3 separate regions of the Sus scrofa genome follow, and regions 2 and 3 are each linked to region 1. The links are chromatin contacts, called in public HiChIP or PLAC-seq maps. All regions are on one chromosome and are shown on one strand. The core of a region is the stretch at or near the end of the contact, and the rest is flanking DNA. Distances in the headings are between cores, read along the strand shown.

The links. HiChIP or PLAC-seq counts read pairs in DNA pulled down with a chosen protein or histone mark.
Region 2: a contact with region 1 is called in an H3K27ac HiChIP or PLAC-seq map of skeletal muscle. The contact joins the enhancer-like site here to the promoter of ZMYND8 in region 1. A contact is called at or near these places in 1 of 5 promoter capture datasets (fetal liver), 13 of 47 Hi-C or Micro-C datasets (adipocytes, alveolar macrophages, embryonic fibroblasts and 7 more) and 2 of 2 datasets of contacts at active chromatin or transcription factors (alveolar macrophages and skeletal muscle).
Region 3: a contact with region 1 is called in an H3K27ac HiChIP or PLAC-seq map of alveolar macrophages. The contact joins the enhancer-like site here to the promoter of ZMYND8 in region 1. A contact is called at or near these places in 10 of 47 Hi-C or Micro-C datasets (adipose tissue, embryonic fibroblasts, epiblast stem cells and 6 more) and 2 of 2 datasets of contacts at active chromatin or transcription factors (alveolar macrophages and skeletal muscle).

The regions. Positions count from the first base shown.
Region 1 is chr17:49,388,715-49,392,257 of Sscrofa11.1, forward strand. It overlaps ZMYND8 (protein kinase C-binding protein 1), which reads right to left and starts at 1,704. Exons shown (of 26, transcript XM_021078039.1): 1 at 1,429-1,704; 2 at 503-736. The coding sequence starts at 516.
Region 2 is chr17:49,354,051-49,357,593 of Sscrofa11.1, forward strand. All of the region lies in intron 3 of ZMYND8 (protein kinase C-binding protein 1), which reads right to left. Among named protein-coding and RNA genes, the nearest start is that of ZMYND8, 35 kb to the right of the region's middle. Within about 2 kb of position 1,716, at least 52 of the 83 cell types and tissues checked have an H3K27ac peak or open chromatin away from gene starts, as enhancers often do. A contact at or near this core is called in alveolar macrophages, embryonic fibroblasts, epiblast stem cells and 6 more, where this site is marked.
Region 3 is chr17:49,422,441-49,425,983 of Sscrofa11.1, forward strand. No RefSeq gene overlaps it. Among named protein-coding and RNA genes, the nearest start is that of ZMYND8, 34 kb to the left of the region's middle. Within about 2 kb of position 1,916, at least 57 of the 83 cell types and tissues checked have an H3K27ac peak or open chromatin away from gene starts, as enhancers often do. A contact at or near this core is called in adipose tissue, alveolar macrophages, epiblast stem cells and 4 more, where this site is marked.

The DNA.
Region 1 (3,543 bases), core at 454-2,953:
TAAACTTGCCTGCTTTTGCTCTCTGCCATGAGCTCTCCTTGGAGGGGAGCCTGCTTGCTTACCTTCCATTTTCTTCCCCCAGCAGGCATGTGACACAAGAGAAGACAATAGTGCAGGGGGGGGAGGGGGGTACTGCTCAGAGAGAGGGAGAGAGAGAGAGAAAAAGAGAGAGGAGGGAAGGGGAGGGGAAAAAAAAAAAAAAAAAGCTTTCTTTTTTGGCAATACCAGGATCTAGCTTCACACTCTTCTAGAAACACCATGTCCTGGTGGAAGAAAAGGTGTGCCAGGCCCTTGCCAGTTTGCAGAATCAAGCTCTGGCTAATGGCTACTTAGCCATGTGACCCAAGAAAGCAAAAAAATTCTCTCTAAACAGTTCCAAGTTAACCTAAGTGCTGTGGGGGTGAGTGTGGCACGGCCAGCCACAGAGAAATCACACTGCTCGCCCACAATGCGGATGTCTCAGAGGGAGGGGGAGAAAAGATGGTTAAAAAGTCGAGCTTACCTCTGTGGATGCATTGTTAACACTGTGTAATGTCAATACTTATAAAACATGGAGGACAGGCTCCTAGTTCTCACAGAAAAAGGGTTTGGCACTTCGGCTTGATGATCTGGCCGCCTAATAAAAGCTCATCCCCGATTGGCTGCCCCGGCAAATCGGAGTGTAAGGCGGCCTCGGATTGGCGGAAACACTTCCTGAGCGATTATCTTTGTGAGGCTCTGGTGAGCAAGAGCCATCCTGTGCATAGAAAAAGACAGGCTAAGCTAGGCCTTTTGCAGCAAGAAAAACTTAGGGAAGGGGCCCCCAGACGCCCTTCTCCCACACCCTGGCTAGAGTTCCCGGCACGGGCAAGCCAGTGCAGCCAGCCTGACCTGCTCCAGCAAAGCCTGAGGCCCGGAGGCCCCAAGCAAGAGCGATTTGGGGGTGAGCTGGAAGGGCTCACCCTCATCTGCCCCCACGGAAACGGCTCTCTCGCTGGGAGGAAGGCTGGTCCTTTTTCTAGAACAATCCAGCAGAACGTTCTTCCCCCACCCCCGCCCCCGGCGAGGTGAGGGGCGGACTGAGGCCGAAGCGTGGGGAGCCCCAGGAAAACAGCCCAGGGAACAAGAAAAAAAAGAGGCTGGAGGCAGGCCTCTGAGGCCGAAGAGACCGGGCAGGCGAGCCCCCCAGATGGTTCCAGAGCAGCCCTGGCTTCTCAGAGGACAGAGGACTCGGGCTGGCAGGGAGGAGGGGCACCCAGTGGTCAAGTTTGCATAGTCATTGTCAGACTGCCTCCTGGACAAAGCAGGCCAGAGAGCCCTTCGCCTCGGCCCAGAATCTCACCTCTCACCGCCCCCCACCCCCATCCAGAGCTCCAACGAAAACCAAATCCGGCTCCTGCCTCCTGGCCGGGATGCCAGCCCCGCACCCCCAGCAGCTTCGGTCCTTACCCTAAGAAAGGCCAAATGCGCTCCTAGCAGGCCACATGCCTAGAGCTACAGACTTCCCTTCCCCTCCCGGCCCCCTCCCCCACGGCGGAGGCCTGCTAAACCTGTCAGTTAAACAAAAATCTGACTTCCGTATTAGTCTGCGATGGCTTCAGCTTCCTGCCTATTAACCCTCTCTCGGACTCTGGGCCTGGCCGGGAAAAGCTAGGCCCTGAGAGCGCAGAAAAGGCCTGTGGAAAAATACCAGCGGCAGCTCTCCCGGCAGATGCAGAAAGAGAGAGAGAGAGAGAGAGTGAGTGAGCCGCTGTCTCTCGCCTTGGCTTCCCAAGGAGGCGTGTACCTTCTGAATCCAGGGCACAGGCAGTGCCTCTCGGGCTGAGAAGCCATTTAAATCCAGAGGGAGAAAGAAAGATGTCAAACCCAGCCAGGGAACAAGAACCCCCATTATTAGTCAGGCCTACACCCACTGCTTCGCCCTTCCTGCCACAGTCATCCCTGCATGGGTCTTCTGGGGGAGCTGGGCCCTCAGCGGGCAGACAAATCCCATGAGCTTTATAAGGATTTTTGCTGAAATTTACTTCCACGGCTTCTCTGGGTCCCCACAGGCAGATGGAACAGCTATTTCACACACAGCCCTACCCCTTGGCAATCCCCCCACCCCCATATCTCTGGCACTGCTCCCCAGTAAAACATTAACTCGTGTTTCAGAACTGCTTATAATTCCACCCATTTCAATAGTATTCGGAGGTCTTTGCCTGGTTCCTCCTTTGTAACTGGTGGGCAGCCCGAGAAAGAAAAGGCAAATCCAAAAGGATCTTTAAAAGTCCACACGCACTGGCTTCTTTCTTTAAAAAAGACAAGGTGCTTGATTAACAAGGTTTAAAAACACAAAACAAAACAAAACACCCCAGCAAGCTGGAACCCCAAAGGCTAAATAAACCCCATTCTTGAGAGGCTGGAGAAAGCATCCCGAGGTGACGCAGCCATATGCCAGGAGGTAAAAGTATGGACCAATAAAGCCTCCCCTTCTCCTTCTAAAATTAGGGCTTGTGGGCTTTCTCATCCCACACAGTCCGCTGCCACAAAGAAAACGGTGGCGCTGATGGCCTGCTCGCCCTGCCCCCGTTCCCCCACCCCCACCCCCACCCCCACGGACGACAGATGCCCACCGAGCACACATAAATTCTTCCTGGCTGGGAATCTTATGTCAAATAGGAACAAGCCAAGAACCCAAGGACACGGTACCGCAGGGGCAGGGCCCCGGCTTTATGAAGAGGGAGGGGATTTCGTTGCTATATTTTAGGCTAAAGAGGCCAAGATGCGGGGGAGGGGGGGGGCACTGCCGCCACCACCACCAGATCTGACAAAGGACAACAGGCCTGGGCCTCACCAGAAGGGAGGGGCCTCCTCTTCCTGGGGGTGGAACTGAGCCCAGGGAGACCAGACCGGGGACAGGAGGCCAGAGCTCATCAGCCTCTGTGCTCCCGCCTGGCTGTGTGGGCAGCGGCCATCCACAGCCATCCCATAAGAATACTCCATGTGTCTGTGTGTGGGTGCTGCTTTGGGGAAAACAAATAGAATGAGGAGTTTCTGGCCGATCTAACTTCCCGACCCCACTTGAAGAAATAAAATACATGGCCGTTTCGCGTGGTGGATTTTACCCTGGGATTAAAGCTTGTTGCATAAGCAGCTGCAGCATCCTCCCCCCACCACCCCAATCACTTGATCACTTGAAATGTTTTCTGGGGCAAAGAGCAGGAAGCTGCCGGCTTATTCTGGCAGCTCTGCTCTGTTTGAGGAATGCTGTTGGCATTCGGGTAGGTCTGAGGTTATCTGGAAAACAGCAATTCGGCTGGGGACAGAGACAAAGGTATGGTGGCAGATGGAATCCTGGGAGGGCCAGGGATTGAAAAAGGAAGCCCAGGCCAGGCCTACTAAGGGCCAATACTGGGTCTGATGGAATGTTGCTGATAAGCAGAGAATAAAGAAAAGCAAATGCTGCCGGCCTCAATCGAGAGATTATCCAGTGAGGCCTCTCAAACCCCCAGTGCACAGAGTGGTCTCAACAGCGTCTACAGGCTCGCCCTGGGCCTGGCACTGGCTCAGTCAGCACTTTAC
Region 2 (3,543 bases), core at 466-2,965, 35 kb before region 1:
CAAAACAGCTATAATGGAAAAACATAAGAATCATTAAAATAATAATAAATAAATTAAATAAACACTGAAACCGGAAAAAAAATTAAAAACTATGGAAGATCGAGTCTTTTAACTTTGAAATGCCTTAATTCCATGGGAAAGAGGGAAGAACAGAATCACTGGAAATAAATATACTCCTTAGCCCTGGAGAGGTACACAAAGCTTTGCCCAAGGCCACCAGCAAACAAAGGGAAGCAGGGCCTCAGTCGGTGAGAGGAGGGGTCTAACCCAAGGGTGCCCACACCTAAGAGCATCCCCACCTGCGAGTCTGAGCCAAACATAAAAACCCCAATTCCATTCCCCGTTACAGACACACCGACTCCCTCCAGAGTTAATGAGAGATCAGTGACTGTATCCAAGGGGTAGAAATTTAATAGATTCCAAACAACAGACACAATTGTCAACAGCAGAGGCTTTCACTGAAGACTCTTGGGGAGAAAAATTGAGAAATGCCGGCTGGATTCAGTGTCCTTCAGAGACAGGGATTCTGGCTTCACAACCTACTGACGCCAGTGGAGGCGAGGCCTCTGCTGGTGACAGAATGGTGGCTGGGAACCGTGCTGTCGTCATGGTAATAAAGCTGCCTTAAGGACCTTCTCCAAAAAGCTGAGTCAAAGGGTTTCTTTTTTCCCCCCTTCTTTAATGATCTGATTCTGACAGGGACATGTTTCTAAATGCATTTCAAGTATCACTTTGGAATAAGGACAAACAGCCATGTAAGACCGGGCCGCTAGGGAAATGGTTCACCCTTGATCCCAGAGACTTTCCTGGGAGGTAGCAGGACTTGAGATTCTACAGGGCTGGCCGCCAGCAGCCCTACTGCCCTTCAAAGATAAGTCTGGTGCTGCAGGAGTTAACATGGGCGAGGGGACAGAGTAGCCTAGAAGAAAAGGACAGAGCAGTGACTCAGGCGCACAGCGTGGCATGGAGCAGGAAGCAGCAAATCTTCCCCTCCCGTGACTTTTCACTGAATCTCAATATGGCAAGGTCTACTGGGAATTAGGATCCGAGCACGTGACGACATCTGCCCTGAACCTGTTGTGAACAGACCAGAAATAATCCCGCTGCGCCCTCCCTAGATGGCCCCTGACTTAAGGGATGCCGGCCTCCAAGATAACCGAGCCTCTTAGCTTTCCTGAGCCCTGGGTGTTAACAGCTAAGATGCTCTTTTACTGCATATAATGCACCAGACCCTGTTGCAAATGCCTTTCGGGTCCGTCCCTCTAAATCACCTGCCCAAGATCACACAAGGGCCCGGGTGGGCTCGGGAGCCAGGCCGCCACCTGGGGCCTCACACGGGGAGAGGCGGGTCTCAGCTCTGCAGCCAGAAGACTGCCTGGCTCGGGGTCTCTGTGTGAAGGGCACACGCTCATGCTGCTGGTTTCCTTTCTCCACTGCAGATGGTGCGGTGTGGGGGCTGGGGAGTGCCAACGTGACAGTGGATGTCACATGCTGATGACACACACTGTTCTCCCAAAGGCGGTTCCCAGAAGCACGCTCACCTCCCCACCTTCGCCGGGGGGCAGCAGGGCCTGGCCTACACCACAAAACAGACTGGGGGAGGGAAGGCTCCGCAGCCATGCCCCCTCCCTGAAAAGCCCTTCCCAATGTCCAGCCAGGCCCAGCCAGGCACCCCAGCCCCCACCCACATCCGGCGCCTGAGTCACCACACTTGCCACTCCTCAGTCTAGGAAATGACACACCAAATACAGGGAATTGTCTCCTCCGGAGAGGGACCAGGCCCCAGCCAAAGGCCAGGCCCTCCCCCTGGAGGACAGGCCCTGTGGTGTCTTTCCATGGATGTAAATTTCCTCAATGCTATCAACGGCAGGATGGCTGGGGGCTGAATAAAAAGCGAGTAACGGGCAACAGGCTGGCACCAGCATCAGAAGCGGGGTGACCAAGCGGTGGCTGGCCAAAGGCAGACCAGTCTCAGGCAAACCCGGACAAGCTGGTCACCCTACACAGAAGTCAGGCTGGGGGGCCAATGATACAGGTGGGGTGCAGTGCGGCCTTAAGAAAGCTACTTAACCCTTCTGGGCCTCTGCTCTTCCTTCCGACGGATGGAGATCCTGGTACTGCCTGGAGTTAGCCACAGATTAAAGGAGTTAATTCATGTGCTGCTCTGAGGGTGAGGCCTGGCAGAGAGTAAGCACTCCATAAACAGTAGCTGTTTTTTATTTAAACCCACACACATTCCTCCTCCTCGTCTTTTTTCTCCTCCTCCTCCACCATCGCTCTCCAAAAACAGGGGTGATTTCCCCCAGGAGCAGGTTAAATCCATGCTCAGTTATGGAAACACCAGCCTATATAAGACGGAGCTGGGAACCGGCCCAGGAGCCGGTTCCTGCATGTCCATCACGCTGTGCAAAGTCCAGCTTTCCTCCTGTAACGGCGAAGGCAGGGTCAGGCGTGGAGGCCCAGGCTGGCTCAGCCGTGAGTGCAGGCACTTGCCAGCCCTCTCCAAAGCCTCAGTGTGACCACACGCTGCTCTCGGGGCAGGAGCAAAGCACAGCCACCCTCATTTCAAAGCGTTTCCCAAAGACACAGAGCAGGTACCTAAACAGGCCTCCCTCCCCAGGAATCTTAGAGCCCTCCCCAGCCAGTAATTACATCATCATGAAACAAAAGCCCACAATCTCCTCCAGGCCCAGAGGAGAAAGGAGAAAAATCAGGAAGCAAAGGATGGGGTAGGGAAGGGGCAGGATTTTTCGTGTCCAAGGAGCCAGGAGGAGCCAGGAAGAACATGTGAGCGGCCAAAACACTCAGGCAGCCAGTTTGCTCACACGGATCTCTCCTGGAGCCATAGAATCTGGATGCCAAGGCCACAGCCTGGGCCGCTGGAGCCACTGGGGCCTCCCGGAAAGGCTGCACGCGCCTACGCCGGGCTTCTAAGAGGTCTCCCGCGTGTGGCTGTGACCTCCCAGATCAGGAAAAGGGCTGGAACGGAGAAGGGGCCGTGGAAGGAAGGGGGCCGTTCCCCACTTGGGGGAAATGTCACTGGACCAGGGAGCCGGGGACCTCGGAGACCCAGTGAGCGCGGGGGCAGGTGACCCTGGGAAGGGGCGCTTACCTGCCATTGAGAAAGCTCTGCGGTTCTGAGGGCCCAGCCTCTCGGTTCAAGGGAACAGAGGCTCACACACGACACACATTCCTGCTTCCGGCTCCTCGGCGGCCTCTCCCAGGGGGAGGGGGAAGCAGCAGAGAGGACAGGCTTGGAGGCACCACTCACCGGGCCGGCCCGGGGCTCCTCGCACCGGGTCGCCCAGCGGGGCAAGGACACCCTCACCTCCCTGCAGTGCCATCGTGTTCCCGGGCTTTCGGCTCTAATTTATCACCTCGACAGACAGCAGCCTGGCTAAGCTGCAAACCTTCAGTGCAAGCACCAAAGAGCCATTTATTTCGCTGATGTGAATAAACACAACAAATTGCAGTGGGTTCTGCTTGCCCGAGTGAGAAGATCAGAAGGGAATTGGGGGGTGGTGGGGGGAAGATGGGTGGCTT
Region 3 (3,543 bases), core at 666-3,165, 34 kb after region 1:
AGGGCCCTGAGTGACCATGTGGAGTCGAGCTGCTCCTCAAGCTACCGTGAATCCAGGATCCCTCCCTGGTCTGTGCTGAGCATATCTAGGAGCTGGTGGTGGGCTACTGGCTCCAGGAAACGCTAAGATAGAACCCACTATATTAGCTTACTTATCAACATCAAGACTCACCATTGCTTTGCTGTGCCCACCTGTCCAAAGCTCTTGTGTCAAACTCTGCCAGTTCTAACTAGTTTCCTGTCTGGCAAGACCTGTCTTGAAATCACCTAGTTCAAGGCATGAAAACTCTGTGTCTCCTCCCCTGACTTCTGCCTTCTGAGATACAACCGATCTCTCAACATGTTTTTGTTTGTTTTTAGGGCCACACGACCTTGGGCTAGGGGTCCAGCAATGCTGGATGTGAGCCTGCATCTGTGACCTACACCACAGCTTGTGGCCATGCCAGATCCTTAACCCACTGAGCAATGTCAGGGATGGAACCCACATCCTTACAGACACTATGTGAGGTTCTTAAACCAAAGAGACAAAATGGGAACTCCGAACAACAGGGCTCTTTTGGTCATTATTTTGAGGAGTCAAAAGCTAACATTGGAATTCCTTTGATTAGAAATCTATATTTTAGGAGTTCCCATCGTGGCTCATCAGTAATGAACCCAACTAGTATCCATGAGGATACAGGTTTGATCCCTGGCCTCGCTCACTGGGTTAAGGATCTGGCATTGCTGTGAGCTGTAGCGTAGATTGCAGTCTCGGCTTGGGTCTGACATTGCTGTGGCTGTGGTATAGGCTGGCAGCTGCAGCTCCAATTTGACTCCTAGCCTGGGAACTTCCATACGCTGTGGGTGCGGCCCTAAAAAAAAAAAAGAGAAAGAAAACAAACAAATAAAAGAGATCTACCTTTTACACTAAGGAATCCATTGCCTGATAGAGAAGAAAGCATCCATGGGCAAGGCGATGCTGATGTAGCATAGTCACCATAGGTCATATGCTGTAAAATTGCCAGTCTGTGCTATCTGTCCATTGGTCCAAACGTGCCAGCTCCCCTTCCTCCACTAGAACAAACAAACTGTTTCTTTGTATTCTAGAAGAAGCAGTTGTTTATCGGTAAATTCTATGTAAATATGCACCTTTAATTGCTAGAATCACACCTTCTATAAGAAAGCTCCTGGGGTGACCAGCTCCTCCCAGTTTGTCTGGGATTGTACCAGTTCAGTTGTTTTATTTTGTTTTGTTTCTGTTGTTATTTTATTTTATTTTTTTGGCCACTCAACCTGCATGTGAGTTCTCCGAATTAATCTGCATTTTTTTTTTTTTTTTTTGTCTTTTGTTTTTTTCTAGGGCCGAACCCATGGCATATGGAGGTTCCCAGGCTAGGGGTCTAATCGGAGCTACAGTTGCCTGCCTACACCACAGCCACAGCAACGTAGGATCCAAGCTGCGACTGCAACCTACACCACAGCTCACGGCAACGCTGGACCCTTAACCCACTGAGCGATGCCAGGGATCAAACCTGCAACCTCATGGCTCCTAGTCGGATTCGTTAACCACTGCGCCACAATGGGAACTCCCCAAATTGAAATTTCTAGCAGTGACTACACTGGGAGCCCACCGTACATTGCTTATTAATCATTAACTCACCTTCCTGATATGCATTTCTATTTTCATATATTAATATGTTCTCTGCTTAAGGGGAAGAAAAGTCTGTTGCTGTAACAAAATGTAGGCGTTTTAACAAGGCTGCCTTCGCCCTGGCCTGGCCACCCACTCCTGCCCCCCTCAGTCTTTCATTCTGAGTGAGAGGTACCCTAGCGACAGAGAAGGCAGCCTCTGGAGCAGGGCTGGGACCCAGGGGAGGCCAGAGAGGCCCAAGGCCCCAGATTTAAGGAGGCACCGGCTCTCAGGCGCCCGCTCAGCCCTCCCATAACCCTGAGTGTCAGCGCCTCCTTAAAAGCTGCATGCTGGGTGCCTCCTTGCTCCACCCTAGGCCCGGCCCTCTTTTCTTCCAGGGCTACTGAGTCCTGGCTCTGAGACTGACCAGGACGTGGCCAGGCCCTATGACATGTAATGTCCCCGAGAGTCGTCTTCAGCAGTCAAGTGGGGAGCATGGTGAGGATTGGGTGAGGTGGTGCTTTGCAAACTGCAAGTGCTTAACTGTTTGCCGCCCTTTAATCAACTCTTCCCTGGGCCAAGGCCAGGCCAGGAGCTTCCTGGAGTTTCTCTAGTTTCTTCCTTATTCGTGGAAGCCTGTATCGCAATTCTGATTCTACTGATGAGGAAACCAGGCTCTGAACCCAGGTCTCCCTCTGACCCCAGCACTTTCTTCACTACCCAGAGAGGGAGGCTTTATTATAAATAGCAAGTTATGGAGTTCCCTTTGTGGCTCAGTGGTTAATGAACCTGACTAGGATCCATGAGGATGTGGGTTCAATCCCTGGCCTTGGTCCGTAGGTTAAGGATCCGGTGTCGCCCTGAGCTGTGGTGTAGGTCGCAGATGTCGCTCTGATCTGGCGTTGCTGTGGCTGTGATGTTAAGCTGGCAGCTGCAGCTCCAATTCCATACCTAGCCTGGGAATTGCCATATGCTGCAGGTGTGGCCCTAAAAAGAAAAAATAAAGTCAATGAAACAATTTTTTTTTTTCCAATGCAATCAAATAGCTGTGATTTTAGGGGAAATCTCTTTACCTTTCAGAGCTGACTCGAGTACTATCAGAATCATCCAGAGGGTTTATTAAACACCAAAAGACCTACCCCATAAAGGAAACAAAAGATCTGGGTTGGGACTGTGAATCTGCATTTCTAGCAAGCCCTCAGGTGCTGCTGCTGATCCAGGGAACGCAGTTTGAGAATCCTTGCTCTGAGCCGATTACCAGGATAAGGAACAACTCCTGATCAGGTCACCATCTCCCACTGCAGATCAGCACCTGCAAATTGTATCGCACTGCATCCTTACAGCAATGGGGTCCCATGATTATCAGTATTTTATGGAGGAGATAAACCAGGCTCCCACATGTGAAGTGACTTGGCCAGGGTGACACAGCCAGAAAGTTGCTAAGGTCTGCGTTTGAGCCCTGGCCCATGTCATTAAAGGCAGGAGAAATCCTGTGCGGTCAATTTCTTTCGAGGCATCAAAACAAGCTCTCCCTCCAGCTGCTGCAGCTCACCCTGAAATCCGCCCAGCACACCCAAGGCTATAATAGGTAAAAGCCTCTTACTTGATTCAGCTGTTAGCAGAGCGGTGGGCGCTGAGCTCCGTGGAGGAATGGCGCCCCCTGGTGTCTGTCTGGAGAGCCGCGTTCTGCTCCCCTGGCGGGGCGCTCTGGGTTTCTGAGTCACTGGCATTCTTGGGCCCCCGTTAGGAACATGGAAAATATTATTCAGTTCATTCCATCCTCAGGAAAAACTCCGGGTGCTGAAAGGGGGTGGGGACTTCAGAGCTGAGGAATGCGAAGGAAGGGCGGTGGACCGGGCCCTGGGGATCTCAGGGGCCGGGGGTAAAATGGTGAAGAGGGCGAAAGCACAGCTGAGAACAATTGGGATTTTTCAC